Regions from separate parts of the Mus musculus genome. Here all the other regions are linked to region 1. The links are chromatin contacts, called in public Hi-C, HiChIP or PLAC-seq and Micro-C maps. All regions are on one chromosome and are shown on one strand. The core of a region is the stretch at or near the end of the contact, and the rest is flanking DNA. Distances in the headings are between cores, read along the strand shown. Region 1 holds the start of 5730420D15Rik (RIKEN cDNA 5730420D15 gene). Region 2 overlaps Plxnc1 (plexin C1). Region 3 holds the start of Tmcc3 (transmembrane and coiled coil domains 3). Region 4 overlaps Gm32898 (a long non-coding RNA gene).

Region 1 (3,517 bases), core at 800-3,299:
CCAAGAAAGGATCAACCATTCATAAAATGTTGGTCCTAGTGAACCCTGCACATTGTAGAGGCTTAAAAAGTTTAATTTGGGCCTCCAACTCACTACACAGGAACTCCAGCGGGATCCGCCTGTCCGTTCATGCTAACCTTTCACCGACATCTTGTTTTTAAGTTTACAGAAAACGTTAGGGACCTAAAGAAGGTCATTACATTACAGTACATTACAGTACAACAGAAGTTACAAAGTAGCAATGAGGGGCTTGGGGATTTAGCTCAGTGCTAGAGCGCTTGCCTAGCAAGTGCAAGACCCTAGGTTCGGTCCTCAGCTCTGAAAAATCAAAACAAAACAAAACAAAGTAGCAATGATAATAATTTTATGGTTGAGGGGTCACCATGATATGAGGAACTGTATTAAACGGTCGCTGCATTAGGGAGGATGAGGACCACTGTGGGGCTCAGCTGAAGGAAGTGAGTTGCTGGTGTAGGGCACCGGAGTGCTAGATGTAAACCGGTTTCCTGTCTCCCTTCTAAGGCTGACTGCACCACTAATTCCTGCCTCCCGTGGAGGGTGCTTTCCAGGCTCCAAGCCTTCCTGCCATGTTGGAATGTGTCCTGTGAACCATGAACCGAGATCAATCTTTCCTCCCTTCCATCACCTCTGCCAGGTGGTTTGGTCATAGTACTCAGTAGAGTAAGGAGGCTGGAAGATTTACTACACCTGACAAAGAAAAATTAATCTGTATGATCTCAAAAAAAAAAAAAAAAAAAACACCACCACCAACAACAAAAAAACCAACAAAAAACCAAAACCCTTTAGGAGTGCAGAAGCACAGGCACACACTTCCACTTCCTCTGAGGTTTTCTACCAAGAAAGGATCAACCATTCATAAAACGTTGGTCTTAGTTATCCCTGCACATTGTAGAGGCTTAAAAAGTTTAACTTGGGCCTCCAACTCACTACACAGAACTCCAGAGGGATCCGCCTGTCCGTTCATGCTAACCTTTCACCGACATCTTGTTTTTAAGTTTACAGAAAACGTTAGGGACCTAAAGAAGGTAAGCATCCTGCTAAGTTACTCCCTGGCTTTACACAGGCTTTCTAAAACTTGAGTAAGAGGCATCCTTCCCATCAAAGATTCCAGGAAAACAGCCTCCCCCCTCCGCGGCCACACATACGAATCTATCGCTGACAAAGCCCCTGTAAGCTGGCTTATGTCCTCCCCTCGCGTTCACCATTCTGTAAGTGCATAGAATTATTTAAGAGGAAAAAAATTACTGTGGATAAAAATTGGTTCGGGGCCTTGGAATTGGCCGGTCGTGTTGTGTTTCCTTCCAGGGCCGGCAGGCGGGGCACCAGGCAAGGCTTGGAAGCCGCGCCTCTCTCAACCTCTCCTGGCCACCCTTGCCCAACTTCCCCATAGACACAGCTTCAACTAAAAGTGGCCATTGACCTTTCAAGCTTTTGAGCAGTGGGGCAACAGAACAGTATTTCAAAGAAAAATGGTTATCGAAATTTCGAATCCGGTTTTCCCATGAGTGTTTTTTTTTTGTTTTTGTTTTTCTGTTAAAAAAAAAAAAAGTAGGTCACATTCAAAGTGGGTCACGTTTCAGGAGCCGGCGTGCCTGGATGCCGGCGCGGAGGCTAGGTGGCCTCTTACAGAGTGGGAGGTGAGGGTCCCAATAGGAAAGAAGTACTGGGATCAATACGAACTCCGGGTCCCTGGCTTTGCAAGGATTCACAGAGACAAACGCACCAGGCCTGTGACCCCGCACCCCACCCGGGCACAGGTAAGGGCACCTCCTCTGTAGGGTGGCCAGGGTGGGTCTCCCGAAGGGCAAGCAGGAGTTGAGCTGAGGAGGAAAGGAGAAGCTGGGCAAGGCTGATGCAGGGGACTACCAGTTGGAGCTCCAGGGGGGAGGGATTGAGGGCAGTCTGCGCAGCTTTAAGGAGGCGCTCAGCTCGTCTCTTTCCTGGCCTTCTAGGATGCTGGCGGAGGGGACAGTCTCTGGTTCGCTTCCCGAGGTGCCCGGGAGTGGTAGTCGACCTGGGCAGTGGCGTGCTAGCTCTAGCTCTGTGTGTGTCTTAGAGAGGGAGGGACGGACATCTGAGCCCCGCCCCCTTCCCGCACGCTGGTCCTGCATCCCACATGGAGGAGAGGAGGGTCGCGTCTGGCAGGCGCACAGCGGGGTGGATGGCTGGCCTAAAGGTTCCCTCCTACGTGGAGGGCTGGGGAGAAGAGGGGCTGCTATTCGCGGGACCGAGGTGCTCAGCTGTTGCAGACACAGGGGCAGGTACTGGTGGCTTAATAGGCATTGGCTGGGGACTTCTCCTTGTTCCCGAGCACCCCGAGGTGCAGGGTCAGAGGAGGGCGGAGTCGCAGGCTTCCACCCCGCAGCCACCAGCACCAGCACCCGCACCGGCTCTCTCCACCCGGCTCCCTTGAAGCCTGCGCATTAGCGGCCGGGGCCTCTTTAAAGCGCTGGCGGGGGCTGCGGTCACGTGAGGCGGATTCCTGGAAAGTTCCTGGAAAGCGGCCTCCGCCGCGGCCGGGCGGGGCGCGAGGGGCGGGAGGCGGGGAGCGAGGGAGGCGCGTCGGGCTGGGAAGTCGCGCGCACACTCGGCTCCGGGGACAGACGGTTAACTCTTGCCAAGTCTCGCCGCCTCTGCGGCTCCCGGGCCTTGGGCTTCCCCCCTGAAGCATGAGCCTTTCCTCCCGCAGCCGCCAACGCTGCGCGGGTCTCGGACAGTGCGCGCCGGGACTCCAGGCGCGCGCCCTCAAGATCCCTTGTGCCCGGAGCCCGGAAGCTTGCGGCAGGTACCGCTCGCGAAGCCCGAAGGTTCCGCCCGGGGGGACAGTGGCCGGGAGGGCGGCGGGGTGCGAGCACGGGGGCGGCGGCGGACCGCCTGGGCGTCCGCAGTTTAGGGCGCCCCGGGAGAGTTCAAGTCGGGGCTCTGCCCCATCCGGACTCAACTGCCTCCTCTCTCCCGGGTTCCTTCTCGGTCTCGGGAAATTTTCCGAGCACCCCCACCCCCCAACAACTGCTACCCAAATTTATAATCCTAATAACCTGATCTCCCGCTCCTCCCCGCCAGCCTCCGCCCTTGCTCCCCCACCCCACCCCTTCTCTTTCTCCCATCTCCTCCGCTTCAACTGGAGGGAAACCCGGCACTGGCGAGCAGGGGTGTCAGCCTGGGGCGGAGAGGGGGGGGGGAAGCTAGGCGACGATCCCTGGGATTTTTGTCTGCCTTTGGCGCAGAAAAACTCGGTTGCTTTTACTGAGCGCAGAGCCGATTGCATCCCCAGGCATCTCCTTCCACAAATAAACGTCACCCGGGGAACTCAGACGGACACCCCTCCTTGCCCCCTGGCTCCCCCGCCCCTTGTCCGCTGGGGAGGCTGCCTAGTGCGGAGGCGGCAGTCGCGGCGGTGGAGGTAAGACCTCAGTCCCAGTTGATGGCATGGCCCGCTGCGCTCGCTGTTGCGGGCTCAGCCCCGGCCTCATTTGGAGCTCCGGCGGGGGCTGCA
Region 2 (3,331 bases), core at 295-2,794, 590 kb after region 1:
ATTCTTATATGCGAGCTCATCTTCTTATCTTAGTTAACACCCTTGATTCTGCTAGCCTATGTAGGAAAACGTCCCGAGACCTGAGACTGTTTAAAACGCTGATGAGCACAAACTGTTCTTGAGTCCTTTAAAACATGTTGGAAATACTCATTACTCACTGGCACACTGGCAGCTAATGACGGTCCCTTCTTCCCAGGTGTTCAGCAGTAAAGCAAATCCCCAAAGAGCCTTCTGTCCTCCGAGTTCACTTTCTTGAAGTGACTATGGCATATGGTTGAATTTCATTGAACCTTCAAATCTTTCAGAGTCCAAACTTTCTATGAGCATTGGAGCCCAGGGCTGGGTCTGGAGTTAAGACGGCTCCATCGCTTCTTGGCATGTTACCTGTGGAGTTAACAAAAGATGAATATCATTGGGCTGTTTTGAAGCCCAGATGAGCAGGAGTACACCATTTGCTCGGCACTGAGTAAGAACCCCATAAATATTGGCCATTATTATAAAATATTAAAATGAAAATCAGGGTGTTTCTGTTGAACATGGTCTTTGTTCATCGCTCTGAGGCCCTGGGATGGAGGGAGGTTCTTATCCATCTTTAACTTCACCAGCCGTCCAGATTCCAGCAAAACGGCATAATTGTGTATTTGCAGCTTGCTTCAAAATCTAATTAAACCCTGAATAAGATACACTGCTATGCCACAGGTTTTAACAGGGCTGCTTAAGCTGAGATCCACAAGCAGCACTTTAAATTAGACTGTGCCTAGTTTAATGTTTAATGCAATCTTAAGAGTAGATACGCAACATTTAAAAAAAATTTTTTTAACTGACTTTTCCCACTCCCAAGGCAATGGCCGTTTATTAAGATTAATGAAATCTGCCTCCTTTTCTGTTTACTTGGTATATATCATCTGCTCTGGGGATGTGTCAAGTGGTTATTTCTGGAGAGAGCTGCCTTTGGGCCTCCCTGAGGCTGGGTGGGTGGCCACTGCTGAACACAGGTGCTAGACCCTCTCCCAGGTTCCCAGGTCTTAATCCTCAGCTGACCCTAAGCCAAAAGCCCTAGAATGGCATCCACCAGTCTCTTCTCTAAAAACTCTGTGGCTAATGTGTACAATGCTCAGAGGAAACAGAAAGCAAACACGCACCCTGAGGTTTTGTTTAAAACCAGTAAGCTTGCTTGCTATCTGCGTCCATTCCCCAGCGCCCCAACCCACCCAGCTGCCTGAGTCCCCCGGGTTAGCGTGTTCACTGTGGACACTGTATCATTTTGTTGCTTGTGTGTTTCTGGCTTGGTGTCCATTCACTGGTAAGTCTACTGGTTTGAAATTCACTCCCAGCTCTTCCCTACCAGGAACTCGCAGGAGCTGCTTTTAGGCATGAAAGGGGAGAAGTGTTCAGAAAAATCTGGGCTCCAAGCCCAAGCGGCCCCCTTGAGCAAAGCATTCTGGGTCAAGATTTCTTCTCTGTGCTGATTCAAGAGTGTGTGGAACACTCGGTGGTGAGGGGGGAGAGCGGCACGGTGCCCAAGAGGAAGTGGCAGCCAGCCAGTCCTGGGCGGGACTTTCACTTTCAGTGGAAGAATCCCTCCAGTTATCAAGGGGCTTGGGGGGCCTCCTCTTGCCCTGCTCATTGATGCTAAGCAGGTAGCAACCTTCAGGTGAGCTCCCTTCCCAGACTCCAAGGCCTGGTAGGGACAGATATGACAGTTGACATCTATTAAGCACTGCTGTTGGCTATACATCAGACATCAGGCCAAGAGCTTGGATTATCTTTTCTCATTTAACCCTTAATGGTCTGCAGAGGTAAGTACATTTATGGCTGTTTTGCCTATGGGGGCTCAAGACAGACAGAATAGATGTGATTCTGTAGGTCCGAGGGTAGCGAGGATGGTGCCAGCCTCTGAATGAGCTGATAGTCAGCTCTGGTCTGTCATCTAAAGAGAGAAGACATGTCCCCCAACAGATGAGACATACAATTCCTTGTGTTAGTTGACGACAAAGAAATCTTGTGGCCTGGTGGTTTCCTAGGCTAGTCAGTGTCTCTAGAAAGGTTTTTCAACCTGCCTCTGCTACCGAAATCTAGGTTGAGTAGGTATCTATGTGGCACAGGGTAGGGGACAGGCACCTAAGTTCTTAGGGAGATCCTTAAAAGATGCTGGAGGTGACTCGATAGGGCTAGAACTGAGGGCCCGAGGGGCAGTGTGAAGCCATATGTCACCAGCTCCATTTGGGGAATGCTGGAAAATCCTAACTAGAGAGCCCTTGAGCCAGTGGCTGTTCCTCTGCCCAGCCCTGGGGGTCCTGGCTGGCCTCTGCGTCAACCAATGTGGCCAACCCAGTCCCCACACAAGGGCCCTTGGTGTGTCTCTGCCATGTGTAAGAAAGGCAGAAGTGAGGTTCTTAGGTTTGTGGTCAGGCCCTTTCCCAAGGGGGTGGACGGAAAGCAGATCTCGGTGAGATAATGAACCATGAAATAAAGGAAGTTTCGTATGAGAACGAAATGTCAGGTACTGGTCCCCCTTGCCCCACCTTGGAAACTTCTGAACATCCCCCTCTCTGTCCCGCATCAGGAAGAGGCTACTCGCTACTGTCCCGCATCAGGAAGAGGCTACTCGCTACTTGGGGAGTTGTCAGCAGAGGGGAGAGAAGCAAAGAGAGGCAGGGAGGAAGTGGACCAGGAGAGGTAGAGGGTGGCAGGAGACCAAGGGAGGGACCTGTGCTTGGAGGAAGTACAAAGGCAGAGACAGGGGTGAGCGGAGAGGTTAGGGGAGGCCCCAAAGGGTTGTCGGTAACCCTCCTGTTCACAGGAAATCAGACAGAGAGCCAGAGGGATGCTCCTTTCGAAGCTGAATTAGTTAGCTCTGCAGATGAACTTGGTAACATGGGGGCTCCAATTGGAGCCATGTAACTACTGTTTCATCTTTACTAAGGCACTCTGGCTTGGGAGGAGCCCTCCCCTTTCCCCCACCAGGCCTAGTGTCCATGGATCCTGGAAACCTCATTGTTTAGGGGGAACCGAAACTGCCCCAGGGCTGCATGCCTCAGCCGATGGCAGGAAGCAGAACACAGCCTATACCTGAACTACCCAATGTCCCTTTGAACATAGTGGCTTCAAATCTGGGCCATCAAAACCCCCTCCCCCAATTCAGTGGGACGTGTTCACAGGAGAGGGCTGGAGACAGGGACCCTGGGACCAGCCTTAGAGGTTCAGGGAAGGGAATACTGCCCATCTGACCTGTGAACCGTGCAAGAGGTGTCTGAATGATAAGGGCCAAGGGCTGGCACATGGGCAGGACAACAGCTGAAGTGGAGGCCACCTCCATCGCTAAAAGCAG
Region 3 (3,383 bases), core at 764-3,263, 900 kb after region 1:
ACTAGGAGGGCCTTGAACTGTGTGATCTGGGCCACTCAACTCCTGCCCCGCCCCCCTACCCCCCCCCCATGTCTTCTGCCTTCACTAGGTTTCATCTGCCCAGTGGACTAATTACAGAGACTAGTCAGTCCATCCAGCACCTAACTCAGTTGTACTGCACAGTTTACTTGCAAATCCAGTATCTCCCTACTGATAATGTAACAAGTAAAACGTGATAAGCAGGATTTTTAAGGAAAAAAAAAATCCCCTTGACATGATGTCTTGGTCACTTTAAGGAGAGACAGGTGTGGGGAAGACGCTGCAGTTCAGCTAGTCCTTCCATTCCCCAACTGAGTGTGTGAGCACCAGTTCCCACCTCTACCTGACCCGCAACAACTCATTCAAGCTCATTCCAAGTTTGTCAACAAGCTCACCAGCCCCCAGGAGTTACCAACCCTGCTTGCTTACAGAGACCATTAAGTTATGACAACCCAGGCTCTCAAATTATCTTAGCATTACCGTCTCACCTGTGACTGCTCTATTACGTTTGTCCCCCACCCCCACCGGGTTACAAATGTTTTATGAAAAAAGACCTTTCCTTCAGTCAGCTGGGTTCGCGAGTAGTTGCCCTCCCAAGCAAACTTCTGACTGCAGGTAACCAAAACTCTAAATGTTTTTCTTAGGGAGTTTGGGAATACTTTCCTGGTGCACTGTTATGAAACTTCTAATGAAACCGAGAAAGAGTCGGTCGATGCAGGAGCGATTCCACCAAACTCATTAAATTTGTGGGTTTTTTTTTTTTAATCATTTTTCCTAAATTGATTAAGAGGCGCTAAAGTGAAAAGAGAAATGAGGTAAACATGCCACTTCTGGGAGAATCGACTACTGTTTCAAATTGTGACTGCATACCCACATTATATATAAGGGACCCCTGCATATGCCTATCACTTATGGCCGCAACTTGATCTTAGAGGTGGAAGGGTAGAAACTCTGCCCGGTCTATCTCTACGAACTTTATACAAGAAAGCCGACATCGAATCCCCAGTTCCTCGGACAAGCCAGAAGTTGGGAGGCTCAGAGAACAACTCCAGGTGCCGCCTGCCAGAGTGGAGGAGGTGCTGTTTCAAATGGCACTTTAGTCCGTCAAAAGAAGGGATGGGGGGGGGGGTGTCACATCCTTGCTGGACACTTGAGCTTCCCAAAAGGGAAAGTGTTCCTCAGGAGGGGCCCAGAGCTGGGGCTGTGGCCTCCGTCTTTATAGTGAAGCCCTCCATGGCCGGTCTCCACAGCTTGCTCAGAAGAGCTATTTTCGCTCACAGCCAAAATCAGCAACAGCAAATTAGGCTGCAAACCGTGGCGAAGGCACCCGCTCTGCACGGCTCCCAACTCCGGAGCGTCCATGCCGAGATCGACTTTTGACCTGGGCAGCGCGTCCCGGGCGTACAGTGCAGGGGACTCAGCTGCCAGGCAGGGGACGCAGCAGCAATGCAGAGCCCTGCAGGTGGCTGTGCCGGGAGGGAGCCAGACCCTGGGAGTCCCGGGGACCCGGCAGGCAGCGTGCGCTCTCTGGCGGGGAGGAGAGCCCGGCGACACCGTCGTGGAATAGGACTGGCTAGCCTCCGATTCCAGCGGTGGCCCAGCGTCCCCGGGCCGCAGGTTTTCCCCGGACCTTCCCGGCCGGGAGAGGCCGGCGTTGGGTTCTACGGTGCTGAGCCTCCGAGCCGACCCGGCCCGCGCCCTCCCCACGCAGACTCGCACCCCCGCGCCGCCCTGCGCGCGCCCTCACCCGGCTCTTGCAGCGGTGGTGCCGGCCGGGGTCTGAGTAGGTCCGGTCCACGGTGAGCGCCGTGTCGCTGCCCGGCATGTCTGCGCTTAGACTGACAACTTTGCGTCCTCCGGGGCTGCCGCTCCACTCGGCGCCGGGTGGCAGCTGCTCGCCGTGCTCCGCTCACCCTCGCCCCGGAGCCGCGGCCGAGGGGGTGGCGCGGGCCGCTGCAGCTGCTGCCGACACCCCGCGGCCCTGCGCCGCCGCCCGGGTGGGGAGGCGGGCGACAGTCTCCGCCCCTTTCCCCGCTCCCCGCCCCTGCGCCCGCGCGGCGCCTAGACCCGCTCCAGGTGCCGGGCTCAGCTGCCCTCCCTGCCTGCGAACGGGGCCCACGCGCTCCCACGCCTCTCCCGGCTCAGATGAGCGACGCTGGCACAGGTTATGGACCCACTTGAGTGTGATAAAAAAGACGGGTTTGAGCACACAGGAGGTTGCCGGATGCCTTAATGAAATATATATACATATTTCACTCAACAGGCACACTTACTTGCTGGACAGCTTTCCTGGACCTGGACAGTGGGCTAAGGATTCCAGGACGGAGGGGCATTTTCCCATCTAGTATTCCACGGAGCGGCACTCCCACTGTGTTGTGTATCTTAATTGTGCTTGTGTGACTCACTGTGTTGTAAGCTACTTTGAAACCGGGACATCTTTCCACTTGAGCGTTCTCTAGTCCCAGCGAGTGCTCCCTGCCCACAAGGAATTTGGAATCTGAAGAGAAAAAGTACTGATTGGTAATCAATGCGGTATCGGTTGCCTAACCCCCAAATTAACTACACAAGGTCCAGTGGTTTCGTGAGACGTGCCCCTGAGACCGGATTGGCAGGTTTTAAATCACTGATCCTAACAGGCTCAGAGTGCAGTGTGATCTGCCTACAGGGAGGGGAGGAGGTGTTTATCCCCCTAGCTGGCTGAGAGAAAACAGGTCTGTGCGTTGGGTGGGGGTGGGGGAGGGGACCCTCAAGGTGTCGGTTTAGTGGGTGTCTTCAGGCAAAAAGGGATCAGGTAGAAGAACGGAGAGTCGGGGGTAGGGGGTGGGGGGAATGTACTTTCAACATTAAGTTCAGCTTTGTTCTGTGGGTGTTTGGCAAGCTGCTGGGCTCCCTGAACCAGAAGTTGACAAGATCAGGATGGAAGTCTAAGACATCTATCTGATAGTCCTGTGAGAGGCATTGATGAAAGATAAAGAACTCTCGATAGGAGGCCTTTTCAAAGACTGAGGACAACCTGACCTATGTGTCATTCACTCACAAGGAGACCAGGGAACCAAGCATGTCGACTTAGTGGAGTATTAGACAAGTGTAGCAGTTGCGATGGCCCTCTGTGGAGTCATTTCTAGCATGTATAGTTAAGTGAAGAAAAGCAAGGTGCTGGAGAATATAGTGTTCTACCATTTATTGAAAGTGCAATGTGTATCATATCTATATAGAGAAATATAGATACATATACATACATACATATACATAAATATAGATATATGCCTGTGCTTATATATACACAGGGCACATTTCTGACAAGATAAAAAAAAAGCTACAGGAATAAGTGAACAAGCAGCTTAAGTTGGGAAAGGAGAACTGAG
Region 4 (3,441 bases), core at 688-3,187, 810 kb after region 1:
TATCACAAGAATCGTCACTGTTCTATTGCTATGAGGAGACACCATGACCAAGGCAACTCTTATAGGGAGGGGGAGGGAGACATGGAGACATGGAGACAGGGAGACAGGGAGAGGAGAGATTGGACCTCCAGTGGCATGATTCCTCCAACAAGGCCATGCCCACTCCAACATGGCCATACTTCCTAATCTTCCCCATTCATTGTCCATCCAAGTTCCATTTCCTGATGTCTAAGCATCCAAATATATTAGTCTATGGGGGCCATTATTATGCAAACCACCACAGTGTCCTACTCTGTAGGGGTTGATGCCGATGCTAAGGTCCTGTTCCCCAGTTGGTTCTTTATCTGTCAGTAATGAAAGCCATAGGCCAATTGCTGGATGGAAGGTACAGGAGGAACTTCCAGGTCCCTGGAGGCAGGGAGACACAAAGAAGGAGAATGGAGTTCATCTTGCTTTGGAGAAAAGTGAACCAGGCAACCATATGAGATCTCAAAACAGAGTAGCCACACAGGCTGGTCCAAAGGCAAGTAAGTGGTCAGTGGAGTTTAGCAACCAAGGTTTAGGGCAGATGTGAGAAGCTGAGATAAGAAATTGGTAGGGGCACACTTTTCTAGGTGGTAGATAGTAGTGCCCAGCACTTGTGTCCTAAGGCAAGTTCAAAAGAAACAACTGTGTGTGTCTGTGTCTTTTATCCAAGGATTCAAGGGAAGCTGGGAGGGGGCTAGTATTGTGGCCACTCTTGGGGTCAAAGGAGGATAGAGCATAAAACTACATGCAACACTATTCTATGACCTGTATTAGTTATCTTACATGGCCAGAGGGCTTTACAAATGTGGTAAAGAATCTTAGTGTGGGAAGAGCTTCAGGGAAATCTGGGAGGACCAATGGGACAGGGAAGAAGAAGTGGAGGAGGAGGAGATGTGATTGGAGCAGAATTCAGACTCATGGGGATTGCAAACCACAGAAAGCTATGGAGCTTCTAGAAGCTAACAGGGGTAGAAGACTAGCCCCTCTACTCTAGCCCCATCCCTGCCCATACTTGATTTGAGTGCTCTTCTGGGAAAAAAAATGTAACTTCTATATTTCAACTAACATTTGTGACAATTTGTAATGTTAGCAACATAACAGGTACTGAGAAGCTAAACTCCAAGGCCACTGTGTCTCTCCCATCCCTCCTTCCTGTTCTTTCCATCTGCTGTGGAATGAATCTTTTCAACAGTTCTCATGCGGAAGCCTCAAGCATCTGGAGACAGCATCATGCCAGACAGTTAAGGTACTAGGTCCTGTGGGCGGGCTCTAATCCAACATGACTGACATCCCGCAAGTAAAGAACACTACGCCACAGGATCAAGTTACAGAGCAAGATGGTGAGAGGACAACACGAAAGAGAACCTCTACAGGCCCAGCAGCCAGGCCTCAGAAGATAGCCCTGCAGAGATCTCCATGTTGGGCTTGTAGCCTCCTGAAGTATGAGGGAGCCAACTTATATGACTTATATTGATGAAGCTCAAGTCTGATTGATGTATCAGATTTCAAGCAGAGGTGAAACTCTACCTCCCTTTCCAAAATGCCTGATTGGACCAGCTCACAGCACAACCCTTGTCTGGGAATACCTCCCAGCTGAGTTGTTTAGCCAGGACCACAAGCCTAGTGCCTACAGGGCCAGGCAGGGAATAGGTTAGTGTGAGGAATGGTGTTTGTGGGTTAAATCTAAGCAGCCTCCCTTACCTTGTGCTGGCTGCCAGTGTTCCTGTTGGTGTCTATCTTTCTCCGAGTTCATGAAGGGTAGGTATATGAAACAGCTCTCTTTCTTCCTGACTGTGCTACGGAAAGCAACAACCTTGGCGGGAGAGGCATTGCCTTGGCCCTGTGTGCAAGAGCCCATGCAGAGAGACAGTGAGGTGAGCTGGCTATGCAGACCCTGTCCCTGCCAGGGGCACAGCTGCTGCTTGGCTCCAGACACTTGTCACCAGAGGCAAGTGCAGGCTGAGGCCCGCCAGAGTCTTACAGTCTCTCAAATGAAGTGGGAATGTGGATTAGAAACAAGAAGACCTTAAACATTAGCAACTATATAAAAAATTTTTTTAAAGCAATTGCTGGCCACTTTGTACCTATTATGATGGCTACCATCAAAAAATGAAAAGAAGTAGAAGCTGGAACGTGCTGGCAAGGGTGAGGGGAAATTGGAATCCTGCGCTCGGCTGGTGGGAATATAACAGGAGGCAAGCCAATCTGAGAAACTGCGTGCCAGATTCTCCAAAGACTAAGAAGAATGGAGTGTGACTTAGCGACTTCAGCTCTGGGGATGGAGCCCCGTGTTTCTGAAAGCAGCGAGGATTTATTTGCATGCCTGTGTTCATAACAGGATTAGTCACAGGAGGTGTAAATACAGAAGCAGCCCCCATCTCTACTGCCAGACAAACAGGTAACAAGGTGTGGTGTACGTTTGCAAAATAGTATTACTTAGCCTTAAACGGGATTAAAATGTGGATACAGCCTTCGACACGGATGAGCTTAGAGGACTGCTCAGTGAGGTGTCAATCACAGAAGGCTACGTACTGTGTGTATGATGTTCTTAGGGTAATCATGGTCACAGAGATAGTTGAATGATGGTGGCCAGGGCGAGAGGGCAATGACAGACAGCTACTACTGAGTGGAGGTGGGGTTTTGGTTCTGCAGGATGGGAATGGGAGGTAGAGATGGTTGCCTAGCAACATGGATGTACAGAAAGCCACTGGACTCTACACCTTAAGATGGCCAGTTACTAAATCTTATGTTATAACACATAAGACAATTTGAAAGACAATGCTTGTGCTGGCCAAGATGCCCTTAAGGGCTTACACCATCATGGGCCCCAGTTTGTACCCCATGTTTCACACACACACACACACACACACACACACACACACACACACACACACACAGTAGTTTAACTACTTTCTAGCTTCTTCATGTGTTAGTGTCTTATGCAGCCAATTAGAAGATAAAATCTTCATGAATGTGGGAGCTGTGTCTTAAAGTTCTTCAGTGTTCTTCAGAAAAGTCACTCGGAGCAGGTCACAGACAGCTTTCCAAATATTAGCTCACACACATATCCATGCACACACACACATACACATAAACACACACATACATGTACTCACTAACCCATACTCAGTCACCAAATCCACATACAAGCACACACATTTGTGTACATGCACACATAGAGACAGGCACACACAGACACACATAGACATACACACAGACCTGCACAGACATACATACACACTGACACACATAGACACACACACACAATCACACATGCATGCTCACTAACCCATACTCACTCACATGCACATACAACCACACACATTTACATATATGCACATAGACATACACAGATACATACATACTCACGCTCACAAACCCACAGACACACGTGCAAACACACACAGATATACA

What was found. A called contact is a pair of places that touch in the nucleus more often than the background predicts. HiChIP or PLAC-seq counts read pairs in DNA pulled down with a chosen protein or histone mark.
Region 2: an H3K4me3 HiChIP or PLAC-seq map of bone marrow-derived macrophages shows a contact between it and region 1, with 3 times the contacts expected there. The contact joins the enhancer-like site here to the promoter of 5730420D15Rik in region 1. A contact is called at or near these places in 1 of 39 promoter capture datasets (pre-B cells), 5 of 115 datasets of contacts at active chromatin or transcription factors (astrocytes, bone marrow-derived macrophages, large pre-B cells and 2 more) and 1 of 9 other capture datasets (macrophages).
Region 3: a contact with region 1 is called in a Micro-C map of embryonic stem cells, with 2.5 times the contacts expected there. The contact joins the promoter of Tmcc3 here to the promoter of 5730420D15Rik in region 1. A contact is called at or near these places in 2 of 484 Hi-C or Micro-C datasets (both in embryonic stem cells), 2 of 115 datasets of contacts at active chromatin or transcription factors (astrocytes and embryonic stem cells) and 1 of 9 other capture datasets (adipose tissue).
Region 4: a contact with region 1 is called in a Hi-C map of cerebellum, with 1.9 times the contacts expected there. The contact joins the enhancer-like site here to the promoter of 5730420D15Rik in region 1. A contact is called at or near these places in 5 of 39 promoter capture datasets (cranial neural crest, hippocampal neurons, liver and 2 more), 17 of 484 Hi-C or Micro-C datasets (B cells, the C2C12 cell line, the HPC-7 cell line and 12 more), 13 of 115 datasets of contacts at active chromatin or transcription factors (VIP interneurons, acute myeloid leukemia, astrocytes and 10 more) and 2 of 9 other capture datasets (adipose tissue and liver).

Annotation. Positions count from the first base shown.
Region 1 is chr10:95,415,907-95,419,423 of GRCm38.p6, reverse strand. 5730420D15Rik (RIKEN cDNA 5730420D15 gene) reads right to left here and starts at 2,049. Exons shown (of 5, transcript NR_045339.1): 1 at 1,745-2,049. It overlaps Socs2 (suppressor of cytokine signaling 2), which reads left to right and starts at 2,567. Exons shown (of 3, transcript NM_007706.4): 1 at 2,567-2,806.
Region 2 is chr10:94,827,759-94,831,089 of GRCm38.p6, reverse strand. The region is part of intron 20 of Plxnc1 (plexin C1); the gene reads left to right. Among named protein-coding and RNA genes, the nearest start is that of Plxnc1, 120 kb to the left of the region's middle. Within about 2 kb of position 1,544, at least 232 of the 459 cell types and tissues checked have an H3K27ac peak or open chromatin away from gene starts, as enhancers often do. A contact at or near this core is called in astrocytes, bone marrow-derived macrophages, pre-B cells and 2 more, where this site is marked.
Region 3 is chr10:94,513,487-94,516,869 of GRCm38.p6, reverse strand. Tmcc3 (transmembrane and coiled coil domains 3) reads right to left here and starts at 2,013. Exons shown (of 4, transcript NM_172051.3): 1 at 1,766-2,013. The coding sequence starts at 1,843. It overlaps Gm40743 (a long non-coding RNA gene), which reads left to right and starts at 1,991. Exons shown (of 3, transcript XR_871960.2): 1 at 1,991-2,182; 2 at 2,282-2,538.
Region 4 is chr10:94,610,622-94,614,062 of GRCm38.p6, reverse strand. Gm32898 (a long non-coding RNA gene) reads left to right here. Exons shown (of 5, transcript XR_001779842.1): 4 at 1-3,441. Among named protein-coding and RNA genes, the nearest start is that of Gm32898, 11 kb to the left of the region's middle. Within about 2 kb of position 1,937, at least 2 of the 459 cell types and tissues checked have an H3K27ac peak or open chromatin away from gene starts, as enhancers often do. A contact at or near this core is called in cerebellum, where this site is marked.